Linked DNA regions of Rattus norvegicus: region 2 is linked to region 1. A link is a contact called in public Hi-C data. All regions are on one chromosome and are shown on one strand. The core of a region is the stretch at or near the end of the contact, and the rest is flanking DNA. Distances in the headings are between cores, read along the strand shown. Region 1 has its middle 93 kb from the start of Slc25a26. Region 2 has its middle 46 kb from the start of Slc25a26.

Region 1 (7,336 bases), core at 2,192-4,691:
CCATTGATCCTTCTCATGGAATTGTAATGATAAAAAAAAATCAATTCGAATTCACTTACATACACACATGCCAAGGTAATTAATCCGTTAGCCCATTGGCTCATCTGAGAAGTCCAGAACTTCAGATACAGATAGTTTTAGGTGCACGGGAGTTGTTCTGGTCAGAGCCCGGGTTCTGGCAAACCTCACGATCTAGGCTCAGCCACCTGTCCTCGAGTGCTAATTATGCTATTTGAAGAGACAAGTCGTGATCAAAAACTATGAAAGGAGATCTACTCAGTGTGGGTAAGGAGATGCTGTGGACCCATGTTCCCCAGACCAGCTTCATTCAGGCTTCTGACTTAAGGGTTAGATTTAAACGGAGGGCAAAAGGCCTGCATAATTAGGCAGTCCTGATCAAGGTGTGACCCCACCCATTATTGACCCACCATTACATCGGCTCTAATCCGTCTTGTGATGTGGTCTGACAAAGTTGTGAGAGCTGCATACAATTTCTTTTAGAGAAGCCCAGCCTCACACGCACCCTCCCTACCCCAGCATGAGACTCCAGGGAGAAGTCTAATTTCTTGGGGCTAGTTATCCGAAAAGGAACAGCATGAGTATTTCTCTTTAGAGCAGTGTTTTTCAACCTGTGAGTCTCCGCCCCTTTGGGAGTTTTAGTGACCCTTTCACAGGGGTCACCTAAGACCATCGGAAAACACAGGTATTTACATTACGATTCATGACAGGAGCAAAGTTATAGTTATGAAGTAGCAACAAGAATCATTTTAAGGTCGGGGGGTCACCACAGCATGAAGGACTGTATGGAAGGTTGCAGCATCACAGTAGATTTTTCCCGCCAGTATGGTGACTGTTAAGCCTGTTCTTATCGTGCCAGTGAAGACCCGTTAAGGAGAAATTCCTTCTGGTCAGCAGACTAGAATCTCTGGCCTGCATTGAGATTGATGTTCCAGGTGGGCGCATCAGCCATCTGACGTAGGCATTACTCCTCTGAAAACAGGGATTGCTCCTAGAAAAGAGGGTTTACCTTAAGCCATGCTAAAGAGACAGGCAGAATAATTGTCCCTTTAATGCAATGCCATACTTTTCTTTCCCAGAATTCCTGCCCTCGGCACAGTGTTTTACAGAGTGCAGCCATGCTGCTCTGTGAGTCTGCCCGCTGAGGTACTCAGATGAGGAGCAGTATTTCCGTCTCAGTTCTAAGCTGGCTTCCCTAACACTGTGTGTGGGGCTCCTGATGTTTTCTCTAATGCTTCCTTTCCCAGTATATGACTCCCGCAATTGTGTGTCTGATCTCCATCCCTGTCTCACAAAAATTGACATGATGATGAGGTGAATGGGCCATGGCATCTCGGTGGAGGAGATAACTGAATGGCTTTTGAAAGTGTGGTGTGAATGTGTTCTTTCAAGCCTTGTTTGCTAATTTGTCCTGGGTGGGTGCATGCCACGGTGCACATGTGGGAGTCAGAGGACATTTTGTAGGAGTTGATTCTCTTCTTCACCCATAACAGTCCTGGGAACTGAAGCATCTTGTTAGATCTAGTAAAAGCTTTGCCATGTTGGTGTAGAATGCCGAAGTCTGGACTTGAGTCACAGAGGCCTGGGGGTGAGCTAACAGCGTCTCGCCATCCTGGAAAGGAGCTCTGAGGCAACACACAGTTGTTCAAGTTCCAGTTTCTTTTTTTAAAGTTTAGATGCTTGCCACACAACCTAAACGTAACTCTTCTAAACCAAAAACTACGGCGTGATTAAAACCAACCATCTCAAAGCAGTGACTACTCAAAGTGAGTAATTCAGTGGCAGCTGGTTTATTTGACGTGCTGTAGTTACCATATCTACCAAGATGTTTTTACGCATAGATTTTGAACTCCATTATCATTAAACAATGCTGCTTCCCTCTCCCTCCCTCCCTGTCTGTATCTTTCTTTCTGAAAGGGTCTCACTACGGACTCAGCCTAGCCTTGAAGTCTCTGATTGTCCCGCCTTTGCCTCCCAGTGTTAAGATTAAAGCTTGCTCCACTTCCCACTCTTGGCACCCGGGAACTGGGAGTCTGCATTCCGTCTTTACAGATTTACCCATCATGGACAGTTTACGTGAATGGAAGCATCCAATGTATAAATTTTTATCTTAGGGTTTCATGGCTGTGAAGAGACCCCATGACCGAGGCAACTCTTATAAAGGACAACATTTACAGTTTCAGAAGTTTAGTCCTTTATTGTCATAGTGGGAAGCCTGGCTTCCAGACAGACGTGATGCTGGAGAAGGAGCCGAGGGTTAGATATCTTGATCAGGAGAAGACTGGAATTCCACACTGGATGGAGACCTCAAAGTCCATCCCCACAGTGACACACCCCCTCCAACAAGGCCACACCTCCTAATAGTGCTAATTCCCATGGGCCAAGCATATTGAAACCACCACACATGCTGTCCCAAAATGTAGTGCTTTACCATTTTAGAAAATTGCAAAGGCAGTGAAGGCGCCACCCCTGTTCTCTGTGGTAGGTCATAGGAGAGTTTTCTGATTGTCCTTTGGAGAAAGTAATAAAATCCACGCAATCAAGTGCCCATCCTGCATGCAGATGAATGTACAGCGAAAGCAGCTTAAGGGTCGAGGAGTTTATTTCCCTTGAATTTTGAGGGTACAGTTCATCTTGGAGGGGAGAGTGTGATGCAGGGGTGGTATGTTCACGCAGGACGAGAAGCTAAAGCAAAGTCCCTCTGGGTGTTCCTGATGGGGTCTAGTTCTCTGTGCTCTGTGTCTAGGTGTGATTTGTAACACCATGCTACTTGAAGAAGGGACCCAAAGTTTAACATGTCTAAGTGAAATTGGTGTCTGTTCTTTGGCATGAAACCAGTGAAAGTCCACCTTGGTAACATCAGAATGTAACTCACAGTTCTTAAGGAGGACGACACAGCACGTTGCTATTCCCCAAGTGCTTCCTAGATTTTTGCCTGGTTCATTCTGCTGCAACAGAGATCGCACACTATCTGTTGACATGGTGACTGGAAGGATGGGCGGATGTGGGGTGTAGGATGCAATCTGAGTTAGGAAGTATTAAGTTAGGAAGTGACACCCTCATCCCAGGCTTGCCAAGTTGCATCTGCAGAGGATGTGTGCTTCTGAGAGTACCAACCTTGGAATAGGGAGGTCTGAACAGAGGCTGAGTCAGAATGATTCATGTGTCGCTCAGATATCCCAGATGCCTCTGAGCTGGAATAGCCCTGCACTGTAATCACTGCTGGCTGCCTGGGTGTCTCTTAGGCCTTTTAAAATTCTAATAGTCATACGATTCTGGGAACTGGAAAAAGGCGAGACTATCTCTAGACAACATTTACAAGGACCATGTAGGTGAAAGAGTCAAGTGTCTGTCTGTGTTGACAGGTCCCTTTGCAACTGCAGAAACCCAGGCCAAAGAAGTAGGCTCAGTCCCAGCCAACACTTTCAGAGCTGTGCGAAGGTGGTGGCTGAGTCAGAGAGATGAGGCCTGCCAGAAGAAATCCCACAGGCGTTACTGTAAAATCAATGCCAGTGCTTGAGAAAATTGAATTCAGGAGACCAGAGACTATTAGCAAAAGGTGAAAAATCTATATTTCCCATCACTCCCCAAAGCAGAGTCACTAACAGTGCAAGAAGACTGGTGAGCACCGTTGACAGAGAAAGTGAAGACACCAGACTGCATGAATGCTGGGACTCTGGGTGCCTCCCAACGTTTCTGTGTTAGACTTTCCATTATTTTGAAGAAAGAAGAAGACCCAAGAAAATAAGCTTTCAAAAGAGAAAATGGATGTGGGCTCAAGAGAGCTCAGCCTAGAGTCACTGCTTTTAAGTCTAAGACAAGGCAGAGGCTGGCAAGGGCATAGTGGGACAGAGCTGCTCGCCGAGTAATGGCCAGGAAACGTTGCCTGGGTCCAATAATTTCACCTCTAGGGGTGCAGTGTGAATGTTCCCCAACATCCCTCTTAATTATGCCTTCGTTCTGAAAGCCAGCAAGATAATAGAAGTGCAGTGCTAGCCCAGGATTACTAGCTACAGTGCTAGCCCAGTATTACTAGCTACAGTGCTAGCCCAGTATTACTAGCTACAGTGTCCGGGTCATTTGAGTAAGTGCTTTGGGCCAGTTAAGAACATGGAGGGAGCCTAGAGGCAGGAGGCTGAGGAAGGCACCCACTGCCCCACAGTAGATTCCCAGCTCTCTCCAAAGATCCAACTATGACCTTTATAAACTGCAGCAACTTTTTTCTTTCTTTGAAAGGATTATTACTTGAAAATGTCATACGTAAATACAATGTATCTTGATCAAATTCGTCCCCACTCCCACTCCTGCAGCTCCTCTATACATGCCCTCTCCCGTGCTTCCCTCCCAACTGTAGTGACGGAAATGTACTCTGTCGAGCTAGAATTACTGAGGCTTCTGGCACCAGACTTGCCCTCCAGTGCGTTCTCATTAAATGTTTTAACTCCTTCCAACTACAGGGCCTCCACACACAGAGTCCCGTGTTACTAGTTTTTGTCACTACCCGCTGCCCCTGGTCAGGAGTAGATAAGAAGAAGAGTTGGGGACAAGACATTGATTGCTTCCAAAGGCATATCCCCCTGGTCCACTTCCTCCACTTATACCCCCTACCTATTCCAAATAATGCCAGAAAATTATAAATCCATAAATCCATTAATAGATGAATCTGTAGACACAGGCAGCGCCCTCATGACATTGTCTCTCCCCAGAAGTCTCATCTCTGAGGCTGGGGAGATGGCTCAGTACAGTACTTGCAATGCAAGCATAAGAACCTGAGTTCAAACTCCCTGGCACCCACATGGAAGGAGGAAGAAGAAGAGGAGGGGAAAGAGGAGAAGGAGGAGGGGAAGGAGGAGAAGGAGGGGAAGGAGAAGAGGAGGAAGAAAACGAAGGAAGAAGGAGCAGAAGGGAGGAGGAGAAGAAAGAAGAAGCAGAAGCAGCAGCAGCTGAGGCACAGCAGCCTTTACTTAAATCCCGGAAGTAGGAAGAAGCAAGAGGGTCCTTGGAACTTGGTGGCAGTTATTCCAGCTGAATAGGTGAGCTCCAGGTTCACTGAGAGACCCTGTCTCAAAAGATGGAGATCAATCAAGGAGGACAGCCAACATTAACGCCAGGCCTTCACACTCTTGTGTACCCACACACAGCCTGTGAGTGCATACCACACGTGCCCTAGCTCTCAACACTGCCTCCTGAGGAGTCAAGCCTTCAACATGGAAGTCTTGTTGTGGTTGTTGTTGTTGTTTGAGACAGAGTTTCATTAAATAACCCTGGCTGTCTTGGAACTTGCTATGTAAACCAGTCTGTCCCTGCCTCTTCAATACTGGGATTAAAGTTGGGTATTACCACGCTTTGAGTTGTGTGAGCCTTTTGAGGGGACATTTCATACCCGAACCAAGACAGTTTGCACTAGTATTTCCTAGTTTTTGCTAGATGAACACTTTGTTGTTTTAGGTCATTCTAAGTGACTGGGCCATCCACGAGGGCTCTCAGGGTCATGCTTGTTTCTTCAGTGGTCTTCCTACTCATCGCACTTGTTGAACTAACAGAGCATGAACAGTGTCCGTGCCTGGGTTCAGTCATGTGAGGGATAATTCTCCATAGATCCATGGTCTTTGGCTGACTCAGGGGTCATTCGGCCAGGACAATGCATAGCTTTCTTGTTCTTAAAATACTCAGCAAGACTTGGAAACTTTTTAAAAATTCTTTCAAAATGAAGTACTTAGGGGAAATGCTGCATCGCCCTCTAGAGTGAGCAAAAGGCCTCTGGGTAGAAGGAGTTTCAGCCAGTGTTCTGGCTGCGCTTGTCCCCTGTGTTCTCTCTGAGAGTGTCAAAGTTCACTGAAAGCCACCTAAGTCCCAAAGTATTCTCCACATTTACTTTACTTGGCTTGAAAGTTTAGTCACTTGTTTATAAGAGATCTCTAAAACTGATTATTTTGTAATTGTTTTGAAAAAAGGGGGGGTGGCTATACTTGTAACAGTCGTTCTACAAGGTAATTTTTTTCTCTTGCCTTTGAAACCATTAACTTCTTCCTATTTCCAATCTCAGCAAAAAGACCACTTCAAGTTTTAAAAGATAATGGTACTTCTACTGCTATCTTTAAAAGTCTGCATTGCATGCATTTATACACAAGGAATAAAATATGGAATGCTATGTATTAAAATATTATGTCACCTAGGGGTTAAGATAATTTCTCTCTCTCCCCTCCCCCACCCTCTTGTTTTGAAACGATGTGTCATTGAGTCCAGCCTAGCTTCAAACCCAGTGTACAGTAAAGATGACCTTGAGCTTCCTATCCTCCTGTTGCCTCTTCCTGCCAAATGCTGGGATTCCAGCTACGTGCTACCACACCGAGTTTATATACCTTTTGGGATCAGATCCAGGGTAGCACTCTACCAGCTGAGCTACCTTCCCAGTCCACTTTATTCCTTTTCTGGGGTCATGCTTTTCTGTACTGAATGCACACACACACACACACACACACACACACACACACACACACACACATGCATGCATGCACACACAATTTATTTACATAAATTATATATATTATTTGTAATGTATAGAGGGGAAAAGAGGAAAAATAACCCAGGTACACGGTGGGTTAGGATCTTAGCTGTTGGTAGATGACTTACTCAAGGGGCGTTAATCAAAGAGCTCTGAAATGAGTGTAATGGCTTTGTGGAAGGATCCATCAAAGGTGATGGGGCAGCAGGACATGATCCATCACTCAAGGAATTGCGGTGGGAAGCTAGTCTCACTATTAAACATGAAGATGAAGGATAGAGCCTGAGGCTGACAGGACCGAGAATGAGGAGGCACAGAGAATGGCTCCCACGGCCTTGCTTTCTTTACCTGATCTGAACCCCCTAGATACCAGGGTCAACACCAAGGGTCAGCCTTGGGCCATAGAGCAGGCCTGGGAGAAAAGAGGGTGGATGATGGGTGGGACACATCGAGCATGAACACTGTGCCGGCTGCTCTATAAAGATGCTTATCTGATGTGGGCTGAAACTCTTTTAAAGCTTCACTCTTAAAAACCAAAATATTTTTTATTGGCCTTGATTTTCTTCCCTTAGTGCTTTATAAAATCGAAATAAATTCTGTGTCCAGCAGAGATGATGGTCAACAGGAGAACACTGGGGGTGGCATACAGTTTAAGTCTTGACATGAGGGTCATCTTCTTTCGTGGTCTAGCCTTCACCCTTTCTAGAGAACTGTACATCCTCGGATCTGTGTGATAGAATCAACAGTAACTGTTTTCTTTCCCATGGGATGGATGTGTGACTGAGCCTGGCTAGTGCCCTTTGTCCCTGGAGG
Region 2 (7,103 bases), core at 3,967-6,466, 48 kb after region 1:
CAGTTGGGCAAAAGTGAGATTATGGCTGCAATCCTGCAGATAATTACCATCATCCTCTGCTCCCCCTTGGCACTGGAAGCCGGGCATGCTTAATCAAAAGAAAGGCCCTCTGGATAGAGTGAATAGACGGTGAGTTGGGTGCACTGAGACCTGCACGTGTGCTGAGTACTACGATGCCAGCTGGTGTGATCTGGGCCTGGCAGAAGTTTGTAAGTGCTGTGTGAGACGGCGGACTGAACTAAAGAGACTGTCGTGCTGTCATGTGCCACATCTAAGTAATAATAACAAGGAACAGGAGAAATCAGAACAGGGAAGCCATTCCAAACGCCACTCCTCGCATGAAAGGAGGTCACAGCACACTTGCTTTCACCAGGCTTCCGAAAGTTGTCATGAACAAGAACTCACTTCCCCTCTTGTACCCACAGCAGCTCTACCTTCTGCTTTGCTGGACGTTCTTCTTCTACCTTCCATCGAATTCAGTGAATTCAGTGTTCAATAAATACTCACTCTTGAATTCTGCCCTTGAGTGAACCTAGATTATGGTTTCTCACAGCACACCCATTTTCTAGCCTGTGCTTGCCCAGGGCTCATAAGATATAGAAGTGGTTAAGCTGGGTGGTGCATTAAACACTCGAGATATGGGCTCATCCCTAGGAGAGTAATGATAACTGAGGAACACATTTTCAGCAATAGGCTGTGGTTAGTGTCTCTAGGTACTGAGTGTCTAGTATGGACTGGGGTTTTCTAGAGAGACATACTCATTCTATTTGTCATGGTTAGCACAGGCCATTGATGAACATATGGGTTGGCTTCCTGACACTACTGGGTAACTGAATTTTCAAGTTTAGATAGCTCACAAGTTCCAAGATCCATGAAGGGTGCCCAAGTCTTAGTGGAGTGTATACTGGGTAATATTTTTGGGGTCTGCATCGAAGCCCTTCCTGATGACAGTGTAGACCCCTGAAAGTACAGACAAATGTACCCAAGTGACACAGCTAGTGTCTTGGCACCAGTCTCAACCTTCAGGGAGAAGGGGCTCACAGGTGGCTACTCCATCCTCACACTCTCCACACAAATGCTGGCCAGTTTACCTGTCTTCCTGTTAGACCCAACTCCTGCTGTATTCAAACGGGATGATTTCTATAATCTACAGGCTTTCTCACTTGCCTCCCTTTTGTCTTTTATGATGTCCTCTTAGACTAGTTACATGAAATCCTCGTCCTCAAGTTTAGAGGACCCTGACTGAGACATCAAATCAAGGGGGTGCAATTCTCTGAGAAAATGCCAGGAAGTGTTGGGACTCTACGGTTGATCTTACCCAGAAGCTACATCTTCCAGTTATTTTGACTTGTCAAACTAGTAACATGTCTTATCTTGCTAATTAGAGGAAATGTAGGTTGTTTTTAAAAAAATTAAATTTTGTAAAAAGATGTCAGCATGTGACATAGAAGGAAAGCTTTCTAAGAAGCTTACAGCAGAATGGGAAATGAAGTTGAAGGGTCATATTATAAGATACTTATGTAACTACTTGAAATCATATATTTGTGATTAAAAGATACATACCAAAGTTTTGGTGGTGGCCACTTTGGAGAGGCAGGCTAAATAATGGGGCTATCAAGAAGTCCAGCGAGAAGTTCAGTATTGTCTATGGTTTTTGCGATGTGTTTGAAATAGAGAGAAAAGTTGGCAAAATGCTAACACGGTTGTTTGTTGGAAGGTGCCATACAGGTTTGCCATATTTCTCTATTGTTTGTGCTTTAAAATGTCTCAAAATTAAATTAAAACAGTTTTCAGTGAAATCAAACAAATTCAAAACTTGGAAAAAATATTAGGCTGATCTACGAGCTCGCTAAGTAAAAATCCGTCTATTGACGAAGTGATAATATTCTTTCAAATAACCCCTCACCCTCAGAATCTGTTGATGTGCAATGCAGTCACTAGTTTTCCTGGGTCTTTAGAGGCTCACAATCTGGTTCCTGGTGGTAGGAACGAGGGAGAGAGTCTTGTAACAGTGACTAGTTATAAATATATTTGTTTTCTAGAAAATATGAGATTAGCACGATGAGAGTGAATATGGGGTCTGACGTAGTTCACGGACACAAAGACAAAGAATTTTCTCTCTCACAGGACTGAAACCAACCTACAGTTCTTACTGAGAATGAATCAACTTCAACTTTGTTTCTCTTTCTTCAACCGCCCATCGATAAAACAGTAACATACCAGCATCATTCCCTCTCTTCCATAAGAATTTCTAGCTACTGGGTTTTTCGCCCTTCTTTATATGATTACAAATAAACTTATTACATGTGCAAACTGAACCCACACTGTTTTTGTGCCTGGCTGCAACTTTGTAATACTCATTATTATTATTTATTATTTATTATTAATATTAATTATTTTTATTAACAATATGTGTTGGGAGACAAGAGAGTACTCTACTAGGTACTCGTGATACATGCCAGATCGATGCGTGCGTAGAGTATCTATTTGCACAAAGCAGTGCCGTGAGCATATGGCTCATAGGTTCTGAAGTCCATCACCGTTAGATGGGCCGATGCCCGTAATTTATCACGTGCGACTGGAGTAGAGAGATGAATGGTGAAGCCCTTTAATGGCCCCTGGCATCCAGGCAACAAACGCTTCTGGCCTTTTCCTCTTTGTCCTCAAACTAATCAGCATCTCTGTGGATGGGTCCAAGGAGAAAGTCAACATAAAACTCTTTCTTTGGGTTCCAGAACAGATGGAGAGGGAGGCTTACTAAGGGGCAGCCATGAACACAAAACAGTGTACAATTCGCCAGCCTCACAGCCTTCTCAAACAAGAGTTGAGGTTTTGCATGCTGTGAGTCATTTCCCCCTGTTTGTTGCCTCTAACACCCCACTCCACCCATGGGGAACCAGGAATAACAAATAGTTCTTAATGGTCCAGGTGAAGGGACGAAGAGCTGCAAAGGGCACGAGTGGTTTTCAAACTTTTGGTCTGCCAGCACCAAAAACTCTAAGTAGGAATGACTGCCTGGCAAGAAGGGAAGGGAGACGGCCCTCTTCACTTCTGAGTGCTCCTGAGCGGGAAGGAGGGAGAAGGAGCCTTGAAAGGCTTTGCACAAGCCTGGTGCCTTTCCATTATGTCAGTGGTCCCTGGCATCATGGGAAAGCCGTCATGTAGGGAGGACTCAAGAGTTGAATTTTTTTTTTCTGCTGCAGAAGCTATTACTAACCTGATAAGATTTTAGAAATGCCTTTCTGGGGAGAAAAAAGGGAACAAAGATTCTTAAAATAAATCTTTTTTGGACATTTGTCTATTACATGCCTGCTGTGGGCTGAACCCCTGTTCTCCTTCAGATTTGTGCAAAGAGCTAGGCCCTGTGTGGCCAGTTCTGGAGATGGGGACCTTAAGGAAAGCAATGACAATTAATGTGGCCATAATGGTGGAGCTGTAATCCAAGACTAATGCCGATAGTGGAAAAAAAGGCCCTAAGGCATGTGCTTGTACAGGGAGGGGGAAAGCATGTGAGACGCAAGGAGCCAGGAAGTGTGTGCTCCTCAGAAACCAACCCCGCTGCCACCTTCTTCTCAAATGTTCAGCCTCCGGTCTTTGGCATTGGTGTTGGCAGATCTGGCCCACCAACACAGTGCCGATTATCACTGGAAGGCAGATCTTACTACACAGAAATATTGGAACACCATTACGTATACATTAAGACTCAGGAAACGCTGGAAAGAATTGGCTGCTGGATTTAGGCAGGCCTGGTTCAAAGTCCACTAACTAGTTGAGTGACCTCCAGCAAATTATTACTCTATTTATGTCTCCTCTTCTGCAGAAGAGGAATGGCAGATTGCTAGCAGGTTTGCCATGAGGCAGACTGCTCCCTCTGTGTCGAGCATGTGTACAGACTCACAGATAGAACTCTAGATGGCTAGCTGTGACAGACACCCAGACACCGAGGGCCTTGTTTGTGTACAGTATTTTCAGCTTGGCAAGTGTTTCCATGGCCATTCTTAAATTGGATTTTTAGAGCAATCTGATGAAATTAGTGGAGAAGGATATATGATACCCACTCAAGGCGGGGGGGGGGGGGGGCGGGGATCAAAATTCTGAGATATCAAGCAGTTAGGCCAAGCTCAAATTTCTAATAAAGATGGGGCCAAGCTTCATGTAAACATCCCCTGGCTCCAAGTCTATGGTACATTGGTATTCTCTCTGGTTCCCCCTCCCCTCCTTTCTTTTTGTCATCTCCCTCCCCCAACACATACTGAGTTTCTGTCATGTTTTCACAAAAACTTCTCTTTCCTTCCCAGAACTCTGTTTCTTTTCCTTTGTTTTCTGCGGACTTCCATATTAGCCTGCCTAGGAAAGCAGCATCCCGTGCCTCTGTATCCAGCACTGACGTTCTCACTGGGGTGACCACTCTGTGTCTCATCTCCATACCTGACAGCCTTTTCTCTTAAGGAAGCCAGGCCTCAGCTTTCAAGGACATAGTATAAATAGATCCTTAACAGCACTCTGCCTTTCTTATCTGTGAACTGACACCAAGCACAGGCAGCCAGGACACAAAGAAAGAAGAGTCCGCGATGGTGCAGATAATCAATATCTTCAGATGATTTGAGAGCACGTTTTCCTAAGGGGAAGTGAGGAAGGCCTGAAAATGACAGCCTGAGAATGCTTTGTGGGGTCTTCTGTGGATGGGGAGGGTACTGCTTAAAGGAACAGATTTCAGATTGCCGTTTTTGATATTTGGCGAAATGTCAAAACCACTCTCTTAGGCTCTTCCTACAAACTGGGAAAAAGTAATGCAGTGCAGATGCTCTCTGATCTCTGATGCTATATGAGAGTTGCAGTGATTCCCAAAGGGACAGACAGGAAGGAGACTAAATTATTAGAGGTGAGGTGATTAGAGACATGGATTTTACATGTATTTGGGGGCCAGCAAAGGACAACCTTGAGTGTCTTTTCTTAGGCGGCTTTCCTTTTTTGTTTAAGACAAGGTCTCTCTGGCCTGGAAGTTGCTAAGTGGGCTAGGCTAGCTGGCCAACAAGCTCCAGGGATCCTGTTTCCACCTCCCCAGTGCTGGGATTGCAAAGATGCCTGTTTACACAATCCACTCACTCACTCACTCACTCACTCACTCACTCCTCACTCACTCCTCACTCACTCACTCGATCAATACCCCTTCCCCCTTTAAGTTGGGTTCTGTGGGAGGAACTTGGGTTCTCTGATCTATCTCAGGATCCCCAAGTGTGAAATTTTAATAACTGAGAAACACTGTCCTATGGATAATAGAAGCAAGGCCTAAAAGGTTTTAATACATCCCCATAGAGTGTGAGAAGCCTATCCAGTCCAGCTCTCCTGGTTTACTGATCACGCAACTGGAAGAGAGAGGAGTTTCAGATCTAATGTTGTAACCAGATGTGCCAGGCCCAGCTCTCCCTTCACCCTCAGTGAGATCATATCAAGGAGGGAACCCAGAGAATTGCCACGTCATTCTTTGTTCCAAAGATAGAAAATGAAATGTGTCCATGAAAGCTGCCACCCACCAATGGCATTGGCCTGAAGGATGTCCCTGGGGAGGCTGAAGGAATACAAACCCAGATCTCCCCTGCCCTCCTGACTTCATAACAGTCTGTGGTGCTTTGGTGATTATTTCAAGAGCTAAAGTAGTGGATTGGAGGAGTGATATGGAAGATTGTGCAGCAGCTGTTAGCTTCCTGTGAATGTAGATCATATTCCCATAAGACATAGCATCTGTAATTATTCCACATAACAGATTACCCCAAGATGCTGGCAAACCTCACTCTCACACTTACCCCTCACCCACGCTCTGACCACTCTTTCCTGGATCTTCTTCCTAAACGACTCTAGCCTGACATAAAGATGACCATCATGATGTCCCTGAACATGATCTTGACATCACTCTTATGTGGATCAAAACCCTAGATTTGATCATGAATTTTAACTTTTATTTTTACTCTTACCATATTCCCCAAACGGACAGTACTGATAATCAACAAACTGACCCTGTCTTGACCCACACACTCACTGTGACCCTTAGCAAGCTTCACCATTTCATTCCCCGTGTCTGTGACTCTGGCGCTCACTATTACCTGCATCTTGACCCTGACCCTGTGCTACCCATGTTATGCTTTCTCTGACCATCTCACACATCAATCGTCACTTCATCCTTGATAGTCACTCTGATCACGTGCAACATCATAGGCTAGTCTTGCCCTCCATTAGTTTGCATCTTACAAAGCCTTTGATCTCGGTTTGATTTCTTATTCTCACTCATATCTTCACCCTTTCCTTCTTCCTTAACATTTGCCATATCCGGGCTGTCACTGTCACCTTGACCCTGATCCTAAACTTAACTCTGGACATGAACTTCATCCATCCACTGACCCACGCATGACCTCTGCTTTTTTACTCCCACACACTGACTCTGAACCTGACCCTCAAATTAACTGTATTAACTACTTTTTTATTATTGTGTTGGGACACTATCACCAAGAGCATCTTGGGGAAGAAAGAGTATTTTGGTTTATAGATCCAGAGTTCACAGAGGTGGAGAAGGCATGTCAGAAGGAGCAGGCAACCATTCGAGTCATCAGGAAACAAGGATGCTAGTCTCCAGAACAATGAGTGACAAACGCCAGTTGTTGAAGCCAGTCAGTTGATGCTGTTCTCAAACAAGAACAAGGCTGAACTAATACAGCACAGATGAGTGGAGCTAGGAAACAGCAATGAGAAGAAACTGAGAGCATCACCGAGCTCAGGTCAGACCTGACTTTTAAAGTCTTGCTCAGAGACGAACAACGCACACCTAAACAAGGCACACATCAAAGGCACATTTCTCACAGGAAAGAAGCACCTGGACACAGTCTTAATCCACCCTTTATTCTTAAAATGCCAGCGAATTGACAAAATATGTAAATCTCTTTGGCTCGTAATGCATATGCATTTGGACTGACCTTTTTGGAGCTTTTAATTAATAAGATGAATTCTCATAGAAATATATCTGGGCAGTTTGAAACTTCCTGTCCTCTAGGAAAAGAATTACTTTAATTAAAGATAGTACTTGACATATTTTTTGTTCTCAGTCCAGGATT

Evidence for each region. Hi-C and Micro-C count contacts between places; a contact is called where the count stands out from the background.
Region 2: a contact with region 1 is called in a Hi-C map of kidney, with 2.7 times the contacts expected there. The contact joins two enhancer-like sites. A contact is called at or near these places in 4 of 12 Hi-C or Micro-C datasets (the A7r5 cell line, the Rat2 cell line, Schwann cells and 1 more).

Annotation. Positions count from the first base shown.
Region 1 is chr4:128,497,335-128,504,670 of GRCr8, forward strand. No RefSeq gene overlaps it. Among named protein-coding and RNA genes, the nearest start is that of Slc25a26, 93 kb to the right of the region's middle. Within about 2 kb of position 3,442, at least 23 of the 93 cell types and tissues checked have an H3K27ac peak or open chromatin away from gene starts, as enhancers often do.
Region 2 is chr4:128,544,040-128,551,142 of GRCr8, forward strand. No RefSeq gene overlaps it. Among named protein-coding and RNA genes, the nearest start is that of Slc25a26, 46 kb to the right of the region's middle. Within about 2 kb of position 5,217, at least 1 of the 93 cell types and tissues checked has an H3K27ac peak or open chromatin away from gene starts, as enhancers often do.